Linked DNA regions of Mus musculus: region 1 is linked to region 2. A link is a contact called in public Hi-C data. All regions are on one chromosome and are shown on one strand. The core of a region is the stretch at or near the end of the contact, and the rest is flanking DNA. Distances in the headings are between cores, read along the strand shown.

Evidence for each region. Hi-C and Micro-C count contacts between places; a contact is called where the count stands out from the background.
Region 1: a contact with region 2 is called in a Hi-C map of uterus, with 3 times the contacts expected there. The contact joins two enhancer-like sites. A contact is called at or near these places in 1 of 39 promoter capture datasets (liver), 1 of 15 datasets of contacts at CTCF or cohesin (large pre-B cells), 10 of 484 Hi-C or Micro-C datasets (the 63-12 cell line, adipose-derived mesenchymal stem cells, cortical neurons and 4 more) and 6 of 115 datasets of contacts at active chromatin or transcription factors (the NIH/3T3 cell line, VIP interneurons, acute myeloid leukemia and 3 more).

The regions. Positions count from the first base shown.
Region 1 is chr9:105,850,447-105,854,138 of GRCm38.p6, reverse strand. No RefSeq gene overlaps it. Among named protein-coding and RNA genes, the nearest start is that of Col6a6, 24 kb to the right of the region's middle. Within about 2 kb of position 1,593, at least 12 of the 459 cell types and tissues checked have an H3K27ac peak or open chromatin away from gene starts, as enhancers often do. A contact at or near this core is called in uterus, where this site is marked.
Region 2 is chr9:105,756,344-105,759,974 of GRCm38.p6, reverse strand. Col6a6 (collagen, type VI, alpha 6) reads left to right here. Exons shown (of 37, transcript NM_001102607.1): 14 at 1,612-1,683; 15 at 1,786-1,812. Among named protein-coding and RNA genes, the nearest start is that of Col6a6, 70 kb to the left of the region's middle. Within about 2 kb of position 1,349, at least 6 of the 459 cell types and tissues checked have an H3K27ac peak or open chromatin away from gene starts, as enhancers often do. A contact at or near this core is called in uterus, where this site is marked.

The sequences.
Region 1 (3,692 bases), core at 344-2,843, 94 kb before region 2:
GTACCATTTATCATGGAGGGGCATACATGGTGGGAAGAGCTGAGGGAACTGGTCACCCCCCCCCATCTGCAGTCATAAGCAGAGAGGTCAATGCTGTTGCTCATTCTCCTTTTGAGTCAGTCTGGGACCCCAGCTCACACAGTCTGGCTCCACCAGCCTGCAGGGTGGTTCTTCCCACCTCAGTTAAGGCTCTCTGGAAACACAGACACCTGCAGATGGGTTATGGTGACTCTATAACAGACTCGTCACAGAAGAGAAACAAGAGTTAGAGACAAGGCAGAGAGTGGCATGAGGGGCAACAAACCCCACAAAATTAGAGCTGTGTGTCTGTGTTCTGGAGAGGGGGACATGTTGGCAGCGGCAGCATCCAGCAGGGCTTGTGCACGGGACAGTGTGGCTGACATGGGAGGTCAGTGCCGCAGAAAGCAAGTTGCATTGTTGAAAAATCAGTTTGTTGTTTTGCCTCTTTAAAAAGAAAGAGCAAACAGTTTTTAAAGTTCTCGAACATTCCACAATATATAATCAATTTGAATTTCCTCAGAAGGAACCATGGTGTGTATATTAAGAACCCATTTTGCCAGGAAGGTTTTTTTTTTTCCTTCCCAGAAATGACCTGTTAAGCCCCTGCAACCTTACATGACATGAGAGGGTGCATTTAGAGCAGCTGGTCAGAATTACAGATGACTAAGAGCCCTGGGATGTCTCTGGAAAACCTCATTTGCCATGCCTAACTGTGATTGCTGACTCTTTGATCTGAGTGTGAATCTTGGGGTAAAACGTTGCCTGGTTTAGCTGGAAGCTTGTGCGGGTCCTTCTCAGTCCCTTCAAATGGAAGCCCCTTCCCACGTGTCTACAAGAATCTGTCAGTACCATTCACCTGCTGCTGGAACTGTGGCAATCTGACCCCAGACCTTTGACATTGTCACTGTCTCCGCTTCTTCTGTAGCTTTCCATTGCTCACCATGAGAATACGACATACGACAGTAATCATGAGGAACCCAGGCCTTCGCTGGCAGACACCTAGTAGTGATCAGTCTTTATGCAGAAAAGATTAAATGAGGGGGCCTTGTCTTGTGGATTACATCCTGTTGGCCTCTCTTCTTCTTCCAAGATTTTTGGTTCCCAAACAGAATATGGATTCTGCATTGAGAATTTTTTTTTCCTCCTTGGTTCTTGGCCTCCACACAAAGGCTGCTGATAAGGACATTCTCCCTGTTTGTGCTGATGCTGTGGTTTGGGTCCCGAAGATTTCCCCAAAGACCCATGTGGTTTTGGCATGGTTCTCAGTTGTTACCATAGCAAAGTGGATGAATCTTCAGGAGGTGGTGCTCTGGTGGAAGGATGTTAGGCCAGTCCTGGAAGGGGATATTGGCGAGCCCCTGGAGGGGTTATTGGGGTACTGGGTTCCTCCTTTTCCTCTTTACCTCACAGCTGCCGTGGAGTGAGCAGGTTCCTCTGACTCGGCACCTGTTGCGATGTCCTGCTCTGTCATAGGGCCCAAAGCAACACCGCCAGCTGCTAACAGACCAACCCTTCCAGCAATAAACTGCTCATCCTTTAAAGTTGCTTTATCTTTGGATATTTATTCCAGCAGCAGAAAGCTGGCAAACACAGACGGGGACTGCAGCTGTGCAGGCACAGGCTCACAAGTGGACTGATTACGGTCTCCTTCAAACAAACGAGCCAAAAAAATATAGATAAAACTCCAGGATGATGAGTGTTATGAGAACGGATTAATAAACAGCACAGCTCATCTCTGGCCAGTTAGTAGCATTCTTGCAAAACAAAATGGTCTTTTCTAGCATGAGATGAATTAACCTGCAAATATCCTGCTCATGGTTCTAACCACACAAGTCGTTATCTGGTGGCCCACGGACCAGAGTGTCAGCATCATATGGGAGCCTGGAAGAAATGCATGGGACTCTCCCCCATGCCTACTCTGCTGGACTCTGCACTGTAACCAGATCCCCAAGTGACCGGTGTGATCATGTGACCCTTCGATGTCCTGGCTGAGGACATTGTTTGCTTGAAGTTCTGTGGAGGAGCAGGCATACCCTGGAGCTCTCCAGTTCTGCGTGGCATGGTGTGTGAGCATCCACCATGGGGCATGATCTAACTAGGACTGAATCAGGAAGGAATAGTAGCATTTTAGCATGGAGATGCTATGGTGAAGGCGGCAGAGCGCACTGTGGGACCATGGAGCAGGAAACTGCATCTGGAGCTCCAACACCCAGGAGGGGCCCTTTGGTCTGAATGGATACAACCAGGGAAAGCAGAAATTTGAAAGGAATCCAAGGAGAGTGGTTTTTCCTAGCTCTTTGTCCTCAGAAAGGGTCTGAACTATAAACACAATGTTTAGAAGGGGAGGGGTGGGGACGAGGAGGAGGATGGGGCAGGAAGGTGAGGAGGAGGAAAGATAAGGAAGGGAGAAGGAGGATGGGACATAAGGTGAGGAGGAGGAATGGGGAGGAGGAGGGGGAAGAGGGGGAGGAGGAAGAAGAGAAGGAGGGGAGGATGGGGAGAAGGAGGAGGAAGGAACAAGAAGGTAGAAAGATGAGCACTGGGAGAACCTTGCACACTATGCAGATTCTACTCTGGAAGCACTGAGGGGCCCCTGAGGATAGGAGAGGGATGTGGTTAGACTTGTTTTGAGGTTGGAATTGCCTGCTGCAGAAATAGCGAATTTTGAGGGATAGAACTAGTCACAGGAGTATCCGTTATTCACATAAGAATGTATAATGATGCTGAGATGATTGAACATACAAGGGGGCTCGTTTAAATGGTGAGATTAGAGGGATATGCTCATCAATTGGTTTGGACAGAGACGACTAGGTGGGTAGACCACTGCTCCTTGTTCCTGTATCAGATTGTCATGGAGGCCTTGGGCCCACACTGGTCTCAGCCCTACTGCCAGAGTTTCTGATTCAGAAGGTCTAGATGTGGCCTGCACATCCGCATAGAGGATGCTGATATGGCTGGTCCCAGGCCTGACCTTGAAGAACCATTTCATTAGCAGCTAAATGACTCTCTTTTCACAGCTACTAGAAGCCTAACCCTTTGAGGGGTTCTTTAAACCATGGATAGCTGGTCCTCATCTTGGGGAACAGCTTGACTACAGGCATTTTAAAAGCTCCCAACGATACTAATGTGCAGCTAAGCACCAGCAGAATCCGATTTACTATATTAGGGTTTCAGGCAAAGGAGAGACTCTTCTGTTTCTTAAGCTTATTAGAATTGTTTCTTAATGTTCTTCTTGCTCCAAGTCCTTCTCTTATGCATATGAATATATGGTGGGTACATCTTAGATTCATGTGATATACACTGGTTATCAACTAAAAGGACAGATACGAAAAAGAGGAGGTGGACACTGTTTCTACCCAAGGGGAAAGAGAAAAAGAAAACAAAACCCCAGATTTGCCAAGTTCCCACTACCTACCAGATATTGTAATACGTAATCTATAAACATTTTATTTATTTATTTATTTAGTATGTTTGTATACATGTGTGTACATGATTGTGATCCTTTGTGAATGCACAGGCATTGATTGTAGAGTCAGAAGAGAACGGGTGGGAATCAGTTCTCTTTCTACTCTGTGAGTCCTGAGGGTAGAACTCAGGCCGTCAGGCTTGGCAGCAAGCTCTTCTTCCATTGAGCCATCTCCCTGGCCTATACTCCACTTAACTTAATGTGG
Region 2 (3,631 bases), core at 100-2,599:
GATGCAGTCTTGGGTCTTTCCTGACCCTCCTTGTGCCTGAGAAACACTTCTTCTTAGAGGTGGTTACCCACCTACACTGCACAGTTAACTTGGTGTGAAAGGTAGTTTCTCTGCCTTAGGAGTCACACCCCTGCCAATTGCCCAGGTCATTTAGTAATTAAACCAATGCACCACATAATTTATCAGAAACCTTTCCCTCCCTCCTTCCTCCTCCCCTCCCTCCTCCCCTCCCTCCTCCCCCTCCCTCTCTCCTTCTGTCCTCCCTCTCTCTCCACTCTCTCTCCTTTCCTCTTTCCTCCTTCTCTCCTCCCTCCCTCCTCCCCTCTCTCTTTTTTAAATATTTATTTATGTACGTGAGTACAATGTTGCACTTTTCAGACACACCAGAAGAGGGCATAAGATCCCATTACAGATGGTTGTGAGCCACCATGTGGTTGTTGGAAATTGAACTCAGGACCTCTGGAAGAGCACTCAGTGCTCTTAACCACTGAGTCGTCTCTCCAGCCCCCTCCTCCCCTCTCTTCTCCCTCCCTCCTCCCTTCCTCCTCCCCCTCTCCATCCTCCCTCCTCCCCATCTCCCTTTTCTCCCTTTCTTCTCCTTCCTTTTTTCTTTTTATGCATCCAGTTATGCATTCGTCTGACAGTACATATTTAAGCTTCTTACTGATCACTTCATTGTTTCCAAAAAAAAAACCCACTGATGCACATATCCAATGCATATGCACCCTAGCAGTGTAAGTACCCCAGAAATGAGAAAAAAAATAGATACAGAACAAAAATAACTTAGGGACCTTTCCACACTAGTGAGAAGACAAACAAGGGAAGTGTGTCCAGCTGTTCTACCCGTGACTGTGCTGGAGGCACAGGGAGTTGACGGTATTGAGCAAGAATAGAAACCTAGTGGCTTGAAGGCCAACCCGGTTGGAGTTGACCCTGAGAAGAAAAAGTTACAAAACAATGGGTAACACTTGGGCAGACACATGGAGGATAACAAGGCGTTCCTCCGGCTAAAGTATGTGGGAAATCTTATTCTACCCCAAAGGGGAACCATGTGTTCAAAACAGTAATGGAGTCAAAGGGTTGGGACTGGGGGTTGGCAGAATGGCAGGTGGTCAGTGTGGCTGGACAGTGTAGAAGTCCCCTGAAGAAGATGCACTGGTGTCTAGCTGTGGACAGTGAGTGAGGGTGAGCAAAGGAGCAGGACCAGACAGCATCATGGGTAACGATGCTCAGACCGAGGTCTTGGGTCAAAGTCTTAAAGTCACAGGGACCGGGCAAAGAGTCCCGAATCTTAGCCTAGGGCAGAGTGAAGACACATGGTAAGGAAATTTAAAGGGAGCAATGTGGTGGCCACCTGGGGAAGGGGAAGCTCCATGCCGGCAGTGTGCGGATGGCGTCCAGAGCAAAGGGTTGTCATCGTTGTAGATCAGATTTACTTCCACTCTTTGTTTTCATAGGCTGGAGTCCCGGAATGTAAGTCATGAGCAGACAGATGTTTTCTTAAAAAACAAAACCAAAATAAAATAAAACCACTTGTCAGGTGTCCAGGACAGATCCCAGATCACACTAGCACACACTCATCTGGATGTGTGCTTTTCTGCTTTTCCTCAGGGAGAAAGAGGAGCCTCTGGGCCAATGGGAGAGCAAGGCACGAAGGGATGCTTCGGTGCCAAAGGGCCTAAGGTAAGGACTCTGTAAGCCCTACCTACGCCTCGCTGTGCTGCCTGTCGTCCTGGCAGCCCATTGCATTTCCCACACTCACACTGCTGTCCTTTCCATTTTCAGGGAACCAGAGGACTCAGTGGAGAAGAGGTAATGGCACCAGGCCCTGCATTTTATTTACCCTTCAGTTATCCAGAAATTCACATCTATCTATCTATCTATTTATTTATTTATTTATTTATTTATTTATTTATTTTTGGTATCAGCTATTTTATTTAAGGTTTTGTTTTGTTTTGTTTTTTGAGATTATTACAGTATTTCTCTCTTCCCTTTCTTCCATCCAAACCCTCTCATATAATGCTCCTCTTTCTCTTTCAAATCCATGGCCTCTTTTTTGTTGTTGTTGTTCATTGTTGTTGCAAGCCTATATGTACATGCATATAAAGACAGCCTGCTCAGTCTGTATAATATTCTTTGTCTATGTGTTTTCAGAGTTGACTGTTTAATGTTGGATGACCAGTTACTATACTCTTCTCTGGGGAACGCTATTTCTCCTGCTTGTATTCTTAGTTGACTATAGTTCTTTGTGTAGGATTGCGGGCTCTTTCCATTCATCCTGACATTTCTATTACTGTTATCCTTGTGTAACTCATGTTTATGGAGTCATGTTGGTGAGATTTTATGAGTGTAGCTTCTGGTGTTACTAGGAGACACAATCTCACAGCAAATCCTCTGATCTCCTGGCTTTCGCAATCCTCCTTTCCCACAATGTTCCTAAGGCCTTAAGTGTTTTGCAGGTGTATCCATTATGTCTGTGCTTCAAAACTCTGTGTTTTGATTGGTTGTGACTTTCTGTAATAGCCTCTGTCTGCTGCCTCTGTCTGTTGCCGCAAGGAAGTTTCTTTGATATGTGGGAGGTGTGAGGAGTACACTTACCTGGGGCACGAGGACAAATGTTTAGAGTATTGTTTGGGAGTTGCTAGATTAGTAAAATTGTGGGTTCTCCACCAAGATCCATGACTTCACTAGCACTGAGAGGCTGCCTAGGTCTCAAGTACCATGTTTTCATTCTTGTTGAGCAGATCTTAAGTACAGTTAGAGAGCTGTTGGTTACCACCAAGGTGTACATGCCACTACTGCGCCCTTAGAATTCTTGTGCCATGCTGGTCATGGTGGCTCATGGGTATCATAGCTGGCAAGGACGTTGGTTGTCTCCCGTCTTTGGAAGCTTACACGGTATGTTCTGGAACCATGAAGGCTAGTCCTCAGGGAGGAGGCATTCAGATCATTCCAGTTCTGCATCTCTGGGCTCTGGGTCTGAGATGGATGGAGTCCTCAGCAATAGGGACTTACCTTCCACCTCTGTGGGGCAGGCAAGGACAATAGCAATAGGCTGTATGTTTCAAGGATCTCCTGGCCAACAATTCAAAAAAGGGCTTCTTATGTCTGGTATTGGACTTATATTTAGGTGGGTTTTGGCTCTCACAGAGACCAGTGTCAGCCCAGATGAGAAAAGTTCACCAAACTATATATTTATATTTATACACTGAGTTACATATATTATAGGATCATTTTGGCAAATAGTTAATAATATTCCTTACAGCCTTAGCAGACATCCTTATTTGTATTTTGCCCACTTTCCTCCTCTTCCTGGATTTCCTTCCCTACCCCTCCCTAAAAAGCCCCCCTTTACCCATTTCCGATATCAGGTACCTTGTGCCCAGCTCTCTTCCTTGCCCTCCTCCTACCTTCTGTATTTGCCTCCTCTCCCCCAAGGATCCCCCTTTCCCATTTCCCTAATCAGATCGCTGAGAGCCTGCTATTGCCCTCCTGTTCCCCAACCTCCCTATCCTGGCAATGTCCCATTTATTCCCCTGGGTTCTGTAGTCACTCCAGGCTATTCACTCACATCTGAAGATTCAGGGTGAGGACCTCCAATGAGAGAGGGCACACAGCATTTGCCTTTCTG